2 separate regions of the Gossypium hirsutum genome follow, and region 2 is linked to region 1. Evidence: chromatin contacts called from public Hi-C data. All regions are on one chromosome and are shown on one strand. Each heading gives the region's core, a stretch centred on a gene start, on an enhancer-like site or on the middle of the called end of the contact. The rest is flanking DNA. Distances are from core to core; before and after follow the strand shown. Region 1 has its middle 8.1 kb from the start of LOC107898447. Region 2 holds the start of LOC107899494 (a long non-coding RNA gene).

The links. Hi-C and Micro-C count contacts between places; a contact is called where the count stands out from the background.
Region 2: a contact with region 1 is called in a Hi-C map of leaf, with 2.2 times the contacts expected there. The contact joins two enhancer-like sites. A contact is called at or near these places in 5 of 34 Hi-C or Micro-C datasets (callus, leaf and petal).

The regions. Positions count from the first base shown.
Region 1 is chrD04:40,523,688-40,530,550 of Gossypium_hirsutum_v2.1, forward strand. No RefSeq gene overlaps it. Among protein-coding and RNA genes, the nearest start is that of LOC107898447, 8.1 kb to the right of the region's middle. Within about 2 kb of position 5,509, at least 6 of the 9 cell types and tissues checked have an H3K27ac peak or open chromatin away from gene starts, as enhancers often do.
Region 2 is chrD04:40,711,663-40,718,771 of Gossypium_hirsutum_v2.1, forward strand. It overlaps LOC107899494 (a long non-coding RNA gene), which reads left to right and starts at 452. Exons shown (of 6, transcript XR_005912008.1): 1 at 452-593; 2 at 872-1,041; 3 at 1,159-1,662; 4 at 1,769-1,878. Within about 2 kb of position 5,654, at least 5 of the 9 cell types and tissues checked have an H3K27ac peak or open chromatin away from gene starts, as enhancers often do.

The DNA.
Region 1 (6,863 bases), core at 4,259-6,758:
TAGCAAGTATGAGAATTGAGATATTTTTGAAACAAATGAAATATGATATGGTTTTGTAATAATTAAATATTAATATGCGTTTATATTTCAATTGTATATTTGTAATTTCTTATCTTTAAATATTGGGATTATAGAAATACCACTGAGTTTATACTCAGCGTACGGTTTTGTTTCCGTGCACAGGTTAGGTACTTAACTTTTGATCGTCGATTTAGCATCCAACAACGATCCCGAACTCAAATATGGCGATGTTTATCCTTTGTGTCGGCATGTACCTAGGATGTTTAAATAATAGTTATCTTGTGGTTTGATTGTAAATGAGGTTATAAGTTTAATTTTGGTTGGTTTTATACATATAAATACGTGTTTGTCTTTGAAGCCATATTATGGCATGATAAATTGAACTAAATCTAGTTAGGTGCATGTGAATTTAATTCTATGTTTAAGTGTTCATGAACTAGGTAAATTGATTTGGATTTGATATGTTTATAATATGGATTAAAATGATGTTTTGATGTCTTGTTTTGATGATATGAAATGTTTAAAATTTCTATCTGTTTGATTTGTAAACTTCAGTAATGCTCCGTAACCCTGTTTCGGTGAAGGATACGGGTTGGGGGTGTTACAGCTCGTGTATACATTGGGTCCGACCCCTGCATTAGGCTTCCTCGTCTACCAGACTTGCATGTTTCTGATGTTCCTAACTCTATTAAGTCTCAAATTAATGCCACTCAATTCGATTCAAACTATGAAGGCACTGAGTCTTATATTCCTATGCTCGTTGGATCTACCACTTGGTATCCAGATTCAGGGGCTACACATTATGTATGTCTCGATGCATCTGCTTTGCATGACTATACACCATGTTCAGGTACATCTTCTCTCTTAATGGGTGACGAGACTCCCACCAAGATATCGTATATTTGGTAATTCAGTTGTAACTACACAGTCTAAATTGCTTCACCTGTCTAATGTTTTATGTGTACCTAATATCCAGAAAAATCTTTTGTCTGTATCTCAGTTTGCCACTGACAATAATGTGTTTTTTGAATTTCATCCAACGTATTGTGTTGTTAAGGACATCGTGACTCGGGAAATTTTACTGAGGGGCAACATTCGTGATGGGTTCTATCATTTTTCTCCGTCGGTTGCGTCTGCTCAGTTTGTTGAAGCTTCGACTCCTACTCATGTTGGTCTTCAGAATAAAGATGACAGTGGTGCTATTTTTTCTCTATGGCACAAACAACTTGGTCATCCCTCTGCTTCTGTTGTTAAGACTGTTCTAAATAAATGTAAAATTATTTCTGCTAAATGTTGCCTTGAAAATATTTGTACTGCCTGTCAAAAGGGAAAATCTCATAAGTTGCCGTTTCTCAACTCTACTCAATATTTGTACTGCCTGCATCTGTTGCATGTGGTCGTAATTGGTATTATGTGTCCTTTATTGATATGTGCACTCGTTTTACGTGGCTTTATCTTATTCGTCAAAAATCTCAGGCAGTAGATTGTTTTGTTCAGTTTCAGAAGTTAGTCAAAACTTAGTTCGGGAAGACTATAAAACAATTTCAGAGTGATTAGGGCGGAGAATTTTGAGCTTTCACGTCTGTTTTAGCAACTTAAGGGATTATTCATTGGTTGTCTTGTCCACATACCTCTGAGCAGAATGGGGTCGCTGAACGCAAACATCGACATATTGTGGATATGGGTATCACACTTCTGGCTCAAGCGAATCTTTCTATGGAGTATTGAGGCTATACGTTTTGCTGTGCTGTTCATCTCATCAATCGTATTCCTACTTCAGTTCTGAATGGTCAGACTCCATATAAGGCTCTTTATGGACAAGATCCCACATATGATCATTTACATATATTCAGGTGTTGTTGTCACCCATATTTACGTCTATTTTTATGTCATATGTTGGAGTTTCGCTCTCAACCTTGTACGTTCTTGGGATATAGTCCTCAACACAGAGGCTATCAATGCCTTCTGCCAGATGGTAAAATCATTGTTTCGCGTCATGTTGTGTTCGATGAGTAGCGGTTTTTGTCTTCTTCGTCTACTACAATAGGATTCATGTCTTCGTCAGAGTCTATAACAACTTTTGTTCCACTTGTTGCGAAGGTTCCTGCATCAAATTCAGATCATGGTTCCTGTTCATCACCCTCTCCCTTTGACACTCCTCTGGCTGAGGTAAGATCTAACACTGAGCAACAAAGATCTGTCTCCTTACCCACTGGTGATAGTAGTCCCGGTCCTACTGTACCGACCACTAGTACTCCATCTTTTTCACCTCCATCATCCTATCTGCCTTCAACAAATACTCATGCAATGGTTACTCGGTCTAAAGCTAGCATTTTTAAGCCCAAAGCTTTGTCTGTTAAGGTTTTTGAGCCTCGCACGATTGAGGAGGCCTTTTCTACCACAGAATGGCGTGCTACTGCTCAAGCTGAATATAATGCTGTTATTAATAATTTCACATGGGATCTTGTTCCGTTACCACCGAATCACAAGGCAATTGGGTGTAAATGGCTTTTCAAAGTCAAGAAAATTCCTGATGGCACTATTTCTCGTCGCAAGGCTCGGTTAGTTGCAAAAGGATGTTCTCAAGTACCTAAGTCTGATTTTCAGGAGACATTCAGTCTAGTGGTAAAACCTACAACTATTCGAGTCATTTTGTCCATTGCAGTCTTAAAAGGATGGCAACTTCATCAAGTAGATGTGAACAATGCTTTTTTTGAATGGCGATATTATTGACGAGGTCTTTATTTAACAACCTCGAGGGTATGTCCAATGTGATTCCAGTGGCAAACCTTTGGTCTGTCGTCTGAAGAAAGCCTTATATGGGCTTCGTCAGGCTTCGCGTGCTTGGTTTGATAAATTGAAGGCTTTTCTTCTTTCTGTTGGCTTTGTTGTATCTAAATCTGACGCGTCTTTGTTTGTTTGGGTTACCACTAGCTCCACTCTCTACGTGCTTGTGTATGTGGATGGCATTATTATTACTGGAAATGTCCCTGATTGTATAAGTAGTTTTGTTCAGCAGCTGAATGGTGAGTGTTCACTTAAATATATGGGTGATCTCCATTATTTTCTAGGGATTGAGGTTACTCGTTCTTCCAATGGGTGTCTTCATCTTTGTTAGAAAAAAAATACATTCACGATTTACTTGACAGGAGTTCTATGTTGTATGCTAAGCAGGTTATACTCCAATGGTTAGCTCATCTACTCTTTCTAAAGATGATGGCCATCGTCTGTGTGATCCTACCGAATACAGAAGTCTTGCAGATGCTTTATAGTGTGTGGTCCTAACTCGTCCTGGTATTACTTATGCGGTAAACTGTATCTGCCAGTTTATGCATACACCTGCTACTGTTCATCTGGTAGCATTAAAACGAATTCTGTGATATTTGCGTGGAACAATCGATTATGGGATTATTTTTCATCCATCTGACCGCCTTTAGTAAGTTGGATATGCAGATGCTAACTGGGGGCTAGATTTTGATGATCGACGCTCTACGACGGGCTACTGTGTGTATTTTGGTCACACACCTGTCTTCTGGTGTTCAAAGAAATATCATGTTGTTTCACGTTCTATGGTTGAGGCTGAGTATCAGAGTCTTGCTGCGGCTACCAGTGATGTCGCTTGGTTAGTCTCATTGCTACGAGAGTTACACCTTCAGAGTGTTGATCCTCCTACCATTTGGCGTGACAACTCTAGAGCAGTTGTCGTTGCAACTAATCCTGTGTTACATTCTAAATTCAAACATGTCGAGCTTGATTTGTTTTTCGTTCGCGAGAAGGTAGCCGATGGCTCTGTTATCATTGGTGAGGTTCTTGCCTGTGAATAGGTTGCCGATATTCTTACCAAACCACTTTCTGTCTCCTACTTTGATCGATTTCGGAGTCTTCTTCGGGTTTTGCCTCTCGGAAAGTTGGGTGAATGTTAAGAGTATGAATTAGAAATGTGTTAGCTAAGTTCTGTTATTGAGCTAAGTCTATTAGCTGTTAGTTTGTTACTTCAGCAGTTAAGTTGTTAGCAATGGCAGTTACTAATGTACTCTAGAAATACCATAGTGTAAAAGAAGAATAGCTGATATACAAAGAATTCATTCATACTAGATATACTTTCTAGTTTTCTATTTTCAATATTTGAGTTAGTTTTATTCTTTCATCACACAATACATTTACTCACCGAAGTGTTAACAAAAAACAACCCACCAAACAAAAATCGAAAATATCCTGCGTTGATCTCTCCCACGGATCTATTTTTCCATCCTTCTCCTTCCCTATTTCCCTCTTCATCTTCCAGTTGAAGATATGCTAATGCCACTTCCATACTCTACACAAAACCCCACTGTTGTCAAAACAGGTTTTCTAAAGAAACCACCAAATCTTAAACCAAATGCTACAGGAAGGCATACAGTAAACTTAGATGGTTAATATTCAATCATATGATACTAATAATTTTGTACATATTAGTTAATATATGTTTTATTTTTATACATTTTATTAACTAATAGAAAATTAAATGAAAAAAAATTGTGAGAGTGCCACTTGGTGTAAATATAGGGTATTAACTTGTTATATTAAATAAGAAATACTTATGATAATCATAATTATTTTTAAATTTTAATTAACCATCACTAACTCTATAAATACAAGTGTAATTTTTTTCTATATTATTGTCAAGTATATGATTTTGATTTAAGTATTTTATAAATTGACTTTATATCTTTTTCCCTTTTATATTTTTTCCAGATTGTCCAATTGTCTAATAGTAATCTATATTAGTACTTAAAACTCTTTTGTTCAAAATATATATAAAACAACACCAATATAAATTCTTTTTTTTAGGGTAAATTCTTTTATTTATTTATGCTCTTCATTGCACATGTATTGAAATAAGCAATATATACATACACATTATATACGATTACTATAGTTCCTAGAATCCTTAATTAATGTTAGATATCAAGCCATTCTATAAAACCAATGATATAACTCTATGAACCAATAGCATGTTACTGAGTCTGCTTCTAATAGCACATTTTAGTCAAAATAAATCTCTTCGTTCAACAACTTTTACACGCAATGCAAGGCGAAAGGACAAGATTGACGACAACGACTGTGCGATGGAGGAAGAATTAGTGGCGTTGTCGATTGCTGAAGGGGAGGGGAGGAGGATGCATGGTAAGTTGATTTGGAGGAGGAATTGAGGAGGGAAGGGGAAGATCTGAGCGTTGTGGGCTGTTTCTTGACTGCTAGTGTTGTTCAATTCTAGGCTATGCGTACAACTTTAGCCAATTTACAGCATCCGCTTGGGGGTGTGACCATTACAGATCTAGGGGGAAAATGATTTCTTTTTAAGTTCTATTATGAGATTGATCTAGCCAGGTTTTTAGAAGGAAGCCCTTGGATGTTTAATAACCATTTGTTGCTTTTCCACAGATTAAAGGTAGGGGAAGATTCATTGGCTGTGCCATTGTTTTGGTCAGATTTTTGATCCAAGATCTTGATCTTCCGGCGGGTTTAATTTTTGAGATGATGGCCAAACAGTTTGGGGATTTCTTAGGACAATTTTTAGAGTGTGATGCGAAATCCATAAGCAAAGGTTATCAGAGTTACATGAGGATTCAGGTAAGAATTGATGTGAAGAATACGATGAAGAGAAGGAAAAAAATTGTTTTGGGTAACAAAGGTTGCATTTATGTACGCTTTCAATATGAAAGATTATTGATGTTTTGTTTCCTGTGTGGACGATTGGGACATTCAGAAAGATTTTTCCTGGAAAGGATTGTTCATGGGAAGAAATATTTGGTGTTTGAGTGGGATCTTTCTATAAAAATGATTCCCAAACGAGCAATGATGGCGTCAAGCTGTTGTTTACGTGAGGAGAGGGAAGGGCTGTAGTTTGATGAGTTGGGGAAGTCGTTGGGAATGGGAGAAGAATAGGAGCAAATGAATATATAAGGCTTTTTTCGAAATGCTGATTTTTTGAGGCATGTGGGTGCCAATCTAGGATTGAATAGGGGGAAAAAGACGTCTGATCTAGATGGGGAAGAGAATATGGATCCATATAGGGATCTGGTGGGGGAGATTGTCCCATAAAAGTTAGGGAAGGGAAGAAACGACCTCGTAGTTCATGATTTTCTCAAGTTTCTATTGGATGGATTCGGGGAGAACTTTTGATGAACATAATTATGTTCATGTTTCTGAGATATCGGTTGGCTCTGTAGGGTAAGGTAGTCGAATGTAGTAAAAATCTTGTGTTGGAATGTCCGGGGGATGGGAACCCCCGGGTGATACGTCGCTTTCGGCACATGTTGAGGGAGACTAATCCTGAGGTGGCTTTCTTCATGGAAACTAAGTTATAAAGTTCTAAGATGGAGAAAGTTCGAAGTAGTTGGGGTTTGATAGAATGAATTGATGTGAGTAGTGAAGGTATAAGGGGGGATTATCTTTATGTTGGAAACAAGGGTGTAGGGTGGTCTTATGAAGCTTCTTATTGAACCATATTGATATGATTGTGGAAGGTGACACAGAGGCTACTAGGTGGCGATTTACTGGTTTTTATGGGCATCCAATGGAAAGTTTAAGGCATCATTCGTGGAATTTACTATGAGGCATATCAACATAGAGCTTTGAACCGTGGTTGGTTATGGGGGACTTCAATAAGATTTTGTATTCTCATGAGAAACAAGGGGGAAGCCTAAGAGATGAAAGTTGTATGGAAGCTTTTAGGTTTGCTCTTGATGATTGTGATTGCTAGATGTGGGTTATGAAGGCCAATGATTTACGTGGGAACGTGGAAAATTGACTCATAATAATATTCGGGAAAGGCTTGATAGAGGGGTGTCAACACCAGG
Region 2 (7,109 bases), core at 4,404-6,903, 190 kb after region 1:
CCCTAATATTTCACATTTTTCACAAATTAGTCCCTATTTCACAAAACACAAAATATTCAAAATTTCACCACACCCAAGCTTGGCCGAATTTCACTAAGGTCCCTAGCAACCCATTTCTTTCATTTATTTCACATTTTGACCCTTAAATTTTTGAAATTTACAATTTAATCCTTTTTTTGAAATTTTCGACTGGGTTAAAATTAAATTTGAAACAAAACTGTCCCTCGGGCTTCAGCCCAACAACTGAATCCTAAGAAAAAAAGAAAACCGCAAGAAACAGGCTAACAAACAGTTTAGCCCACTTAAGAGAAAAAGCAAGAAAAAAGAAAAATCAAAAACCCCCAGCCGAACGGTACAGTTGTCCTCATAAATTCTACTGACTTTTCTCTGCCCAAGACAACTGAAAAGTAAAAGCAAATCCCCTCAAATCTTTTGCTTTCTGAATGCTTTTACTACTGGCATTAACTCTTTCATTTCAATCGTCATTCCAAATGCCGACCCCCATCATCTTATCCCTTTTCCTTCTACTCTGAATAACCAAGGCGATTTGGCTCTGATTCATCACAGATCGATCGTGAAGTCTTTCCCACCAGGTACTGCTCCTCTCCTTTATGTAGTGATCTTTTTGCTAATCTATGCGCCTCCACATTTTCAGACCTTGGGATGAAATAGAATCTGACTTTTTGAAAGAACTTTTTTAAGCTTTGAATGTCACTGATTATTGCTCATATTTCTGATCTGTCTCGACTTCCACTTTGACATTTTGTTATCACTGTTCTTGAGTCTCCTATATTGTCAATAGTATGATATCCCAACTGGATCCCTAACCTTGTTGCTTGAAATCCTGCATGTGCTTCCGCTGCAAACGGAGACGCAACATTGTCATGAAGGATCGATTTTGCTTCAATGATTCTACCTTCCTCATTCTTAACAATAAGACCCGATGTAGATCTCTGGTTCTGTGAGTCAAAAGCCGCATAAAAAAAGATGGACTTATTTTCCCTTTGTACCCTCTGTTTGGGCCTTGCGCTGACTTCCAAGGTGATTACCCTTTCCTTTATACCTTCCAATTCGGAAATGTAACTTTTAATTTGTTTTGATATATCCCAACTGGTGCTATATTTATCTTCATATATTAGCTTGTTCCTACTTGTCCAGATTCCCCACAACCCGCAGCAAAATCCCATGCACTGTTCATTCGTCCCTACGCTGAAGATCCAGGAAAGCCAACTCCATAAATCAAAATGGTTATTGTTAAGTACCCAGGAGAAATTTAACTGACTCCAAATTTCTTTCACTATAGGGCACCTTTGGAAGACGTGGAAATTGTCTTCTTCTTCCTGACCGCATCTCGGACAAGGGTCTTCCGTCATAACTCTTTTCAGCTTAAGATTAGAAAAAGTAGGAATGTAATTCCACGCTATTTTCCATACTGTAATTTTAATTTTTGAAGGCATATGCAGATTCCATAGTTTCTTGTAAAAGTTTTTAGAATCGGCCTGTAAATAATCATTAGGATCCAGTGTAGACTCTTGTAATAGTTTATAGGCGCTTCTTACTGAAAAAATCCCAGTTGCCTCTCCTCTCCGTACTTGGATATCTTCGTGAATAGTCATTGAAAGCGGGATCTGCAGTATCTTCCTTGCAATATCCCTATTAAAGGTACTGATAATCAAATCTCTGTTCCATGTTCTACTTTCTTCATTTATTAAGTCAGCCACCACTCTAATGCTTCCACCACTGTTGTTGTTTTGTAATCTGTCTTCAGTCACTCCCGGCACCCATCGATCATTCCATATTGAGATATGGTCTCCTACCCCTACCCTCCAGCACAATCCATCCATCAAAAGTTTTTTTGTCGACCAAATACACCTCCAGGTAAGTGAAGGTATGTTACTTAACGAAGCATTCATGAAGTTCGTTCTCGGAAAATATTTAGCTTTTAAAACTCGGGCTAACAAAGAACTCGGATAATTAATAAGACGCCAACCTTGCTTAGCTAATAGTGCTATATTGAACTTGTCTAAATGTCTAAAGCCTAAACCACCCGATTCTTTTGGTAAGCAAATATCCTTCCATGCGCACCAATGTATCCCTTTTTTCCCCTTTTTTTTCGGCCACCAAAATTTTGCAATAATACTCTCTAATTCCTTACAAAACGATTTAGGGAGTAAAAAACAAGAAATTGCATATGTTGGTATAGATTGTAAAACTGCTTTGATGAAAATCTCCTTACCTCCTTATGAAAGATATTTGATGCTCTAGTTCTCAAAACGTTGCCTGAATCTGTCTTTCAAAATCTGAAACGCTGCCTTTTTCCTCCTTCCCACCAAGCTAGGTATCCCTAAGTAATTCTCCATATCATCTGATCTTCGCACCCCAAGAATTTGAGTAATTGTCTGTCTTTCTTCCTCCTGTGAATTGCTGCTGAAAAAAATCGTAGACTTCGAATAATTCACTTTCTGACCTGAACAAACTTCATAATGACGGAGAATCTGTTTTAAATAAATTGAGCTCATCTCTGTAGCTTTCCCAAACAACATACAATCATCTGCAAAAAGTAAATGTGAAACCTGTGGCCCCCTTCTGCTTGCTTTAACTCCTTTTACTTTGTTCTCCTGCCTTTCTAACTTCATGAGGCTAGATAAACCTTCTACACAGAATAGGAATAGGAATGGACTCAATGGGTCTCCGTGTCGTAGTCCTCTAGTGGGGGAAAAGCTTTCTCCAATATGTCCATTAAGAACCACCGAATAAGAAACTGAATTAACGCATCTGAATAGTGAAGCCACCCAATCAGCATCGAATCCATTTTCATCATCTCTTTCACAAAATTCCATTCAACCCTATCATACGCCTTACTCATATCTAGCTTGATTGCCATAAATCCTTTCTTCCCTACCCTCTTCTGTTTTAACGTATGGAGTAGTTCGTAAGCCAACAACACATTATCCGAGATCAACCTCCCAGGCACAAAAGCACTTTGTGCAGAATCAATGCACTTGTCTAGTACTTTTCGAATACGATTCGCAATAGCTTTAGCCATTAACTTGTATATGACATTACACAAACTAATGGGCCTAAACTGTGTCATATCCACTGGATTTGAAATTATAGGGATTAAAACAATATTTGTTTTATTGATAGGGCCAATCTCTATCCCTCCATTCAAATGATTGAGACAAAAATTAGTTACCTCTTCACCAATAATCGTCCAACATTTCTGATAAAATAATGCAGGAAAACCATCTTCCTCTGGTGCCTTTGTGGCTCCTAATTCCGATAAAGCCTGCTGTATCTCTTCCTTTGTATATCTCTCTTTTAGCATTAAATTGTCTTCATCTGATATACACTGAGAAACTCCAGATAAAACATGCTCATAATTAACTCTTCTCCCAGCCGAAAAAAGTTTTGGAAATATGTTCTGGCTATCATTTCCATTTCATTAAGATCATCCGTTTCCCACCTGTCATCATACTGCATTTTACATATCAAATTCCTCTGCTGCTTCTGTGCTGCTTGTTTGTGGAAAAAAGTTGTATTTTTATCCCCAAGGTTCAACCAGTCGACCCTCGCTCTTTGTTCCCAATACCCGTCTTTTTCAATCCCCAAATTCAGTTGGATTTTCGTATCAATCAGATCGACTAAATTAACTTCATCTCTTTCAGCCTCTAATAATGTGACCAATTTTGAGGATAACGATTTTTTCCTTCCTTCTCTAGATCTTCAAACTTGTCTGGCCCATTGCTCCAATCCCCATTTCATACTATTTAACTTGCTCAAGAACTCGCCCTCAGGATACTCTCAAATACTTTTCACCTCAATTAAGAATGATTCCTCTAGCACCCACCATGCTTCAAACTTGAAATCTTTTTGTATTCTTTCTCTACATTCCATTTTTGTATCAACCAATAAAGGACAATGATCAGAAAACGTATGCGGAAGGTGTTGAATCTAAAATTTAGGGAATTTTTGCAACGATTATTCATTCGCCACTCCCCATCTAACTGTTCTTGGATATTATTTTTAGGAAGATTCCCTCTTTCCCATGTAAACCAATTTCCAATGAATCCCAAATCAGATAAGCTGCTGTCCTCTAATGTCTTACGAAAAACTTCCATTCGTCCTTCCTCTCTTGGTAATGGACCTTTTTTCTCAAAACTATACATAATTTCGTTAAAATCTCCACAAACCATCCATGGTAACTCCCCAGCTGTGCCTAAGTGTCGTAATAGATTCCATGCCTTTGCTCTTTCTTATGGATATAGAGACCCATAAAAACCGGTAAACATCCATTTGCACCCTTCTTCAACTTCATCAATAATCACATCAATATGTCATTTTGAAAAATTTTGAAGCTGAACATTTTTCCCTGCTCTCCAGGCCAAACATAGCCCACCTCTAAAACCATCTGAACCAACATCAATGCCATTAAGAAACCCACAACTTCTAACTTTTTCCATATGACTGCTACTAATTTTTGTCTCCATAAAGAAGACTATATGGGGATTATACAACTTCAGCATATACCGAAGTCTTCGAATTCTCTGTGGACTCCCCAATCCACGGATATTCCAACTTAAAATTTTCATTGCGATCGGTTGGCTTGCCTCTTGGCAGCCGCTGATAAATGATGACTAACCTCCACAATTCTCTTGCTCCTTTACGCCAAAACGTTAGTCTCATCTTTGGCCAAGGCATCTTCCATCTCCCTTCTATATCTCTTTTTGCCCTCCTCCCCAACAATCACCTCATCTTCAATATCATGTTCCATTGAACTATTCTCCAAATTACCACTCCAGTTCCCATTACCTTTTGCTGTGTAATATTCCCTCCCCGTCAAATTTATTCCCAAAACTGGATCAAGAAATTCCCTACTGCCCCTACTTTCCATTAGACTGCTGTCATTTGCCCCCTATTATGCCTTTCCCCAGTACTTCCTCTCCCTTGTCCCTCACTTTCTTCTCGCAACCATACACTTGTCATTGTTTGAGCTCGACGAGATTGCGCTCTAAGTGATAAATCCCACCCCATCTCTTTAGCTTCCACACCTAGCACCATCCTTGCTTCATCGAACATATGAGCATTTTCCATGGCGCATTACTTGTTTTTTCCTTTTTAATGGACGCCTTATATCAATTTTGACACGAATCCTCATGAAGTTTCTACATTCTATCCCCATATTTGATCCATCATATTCCGTAAACTCCCCTATGGAATTCCCCATTTGAATTGCCAAATTTTCCGATACAAAACCGTTTGGGACATCATGTATTTGGACCCATGAAGGTGAGTGTATTAAAGGGATCATTAAAGGATCCTCTCCCCTTTGCAATTTATGGATGATCAATAAATGATTGTTAAAAGTCCAAGGTGAACCATTTAGAACCCTTTCGAGATTCATAATGTGAAAAAAATTGAAATAAATACCTTTTCTCCCCCGGATCTCTAATTTGGACTCCCTTCAGTGGATGCCACACGTTTGCCATTGTATTTCTCATTGCTGGAAAATAGACAATGCTCGCTGTTAAAAACGTCCTACCAATTGCGAAACTTCCACTTCTCCATTCGTTTCCACATCAGATTGAATTTGGAGAATTTCGTCTTCCTCCTCCAGCGACAATCCCACAAGTTCTCCCTCCATACTAACTCAGAGCCTTAGTAGAGTACGTAACAAGAAAACCTGGATAAAGCGATACCGTCACAACAAGATCAGAACCAAAAAACCAAGAAAACCCTAAAACTGCTAGAGAGAGCAGACAGACGTGCTAACTTAGCAGACTTTTTATTTCATCTTAATTAAACTTGACAATTTAACAACTTATATATTTTTTTCATCATCAAACAACAAAAACCACAAGCTATCATCAATTGAAAATCTTAAATACATCAATAAATTCAAAAATTTTAACATGGGCTAGCTAGTATACGAAGCAATGATCTCAAAAATATAAAAATTATCAAAACCGAGCAAAAACTAACCTTGAATCATGTTTGAACCAAGGTCGAATGTTCAAAAGCTTTAAAACCCGCTTTTTCTTTTCTTGTTTCGGTGAAAGAAAGATGAACCAATGCATGTTTTTTAATGTTTTATTATGTTGACATATTTTGCTAATTTTACAAAACTAACCTTTATAATTTAATATAAAAAAAGCATATATTTTAAACCCAAAACCGTCCACTCAAATAACCAAGGGACAGATAAACACTTAAGGACTTCATAATTAATTAATCATAGCAAATAAACACTTATTAGTATGCCACTGTTGCATTTTACACAATTAAGTCCTGTTATCAAATTAACTATCCAATCGATAAAATTAAATCACGAAATTTTTACACATCTCAATTAACATGCTATAAACACTAAAAATAATATTAAAATATTTTTATGACTTTAGATTTGTGGTCCCAAAATTATTGTTCTAACTAGGGTCTAAATTGGGCTGCTACAAGTCGAATGTCCCCAAGAATACAACAACAACAACAGTGATCAAAGTAGCAACATCTCTACAACAATTGAACAAACAAAGCCTTTTTCTAACAACGAAATGTTTGAAAATACGAAGAGGAAATGGAAGATTTTTGAGAGCAACAGAGTTTCGGTTCTATCTAAGCATGAAGAATGTTGAAATTTTGGAAAAAAAATTCCACAAAATTTGCCATTAAATCAATTTGATTAAAAGATTTAATCAAATTCATTGGAATCAAATTAATAAGATAAGTATCCTTATATAAGCAGAGAGGAAAATAAATTCATGTTGGGCTAAAATTTTTGTAGGCTTATTTGGGCTCGACCGATCTAAACATTTTGCGTTGCTTATGTCGTGCGAGTGTAGCATAACCCCGTCCGGTTTGGACCTGCAACCCCCTTCCCTACGCACAAGGCAAAGTTACAAACTTAGTCATTCAATTACCTTTCAAAAAGGTTCACATATATTAACACATCAAACTCTTTGGTATTTAACCAATGAGGGATCTAAGCTTTTATTTTTCCTCAACAATATTTTTAAGTTGTTTACTTTGAGCATCAATTTCTCATTCATCTTTCAACCATTTTGAGCATATGATATACCGTTATAAAGGTATTATGGAGTAGAATATGAAAC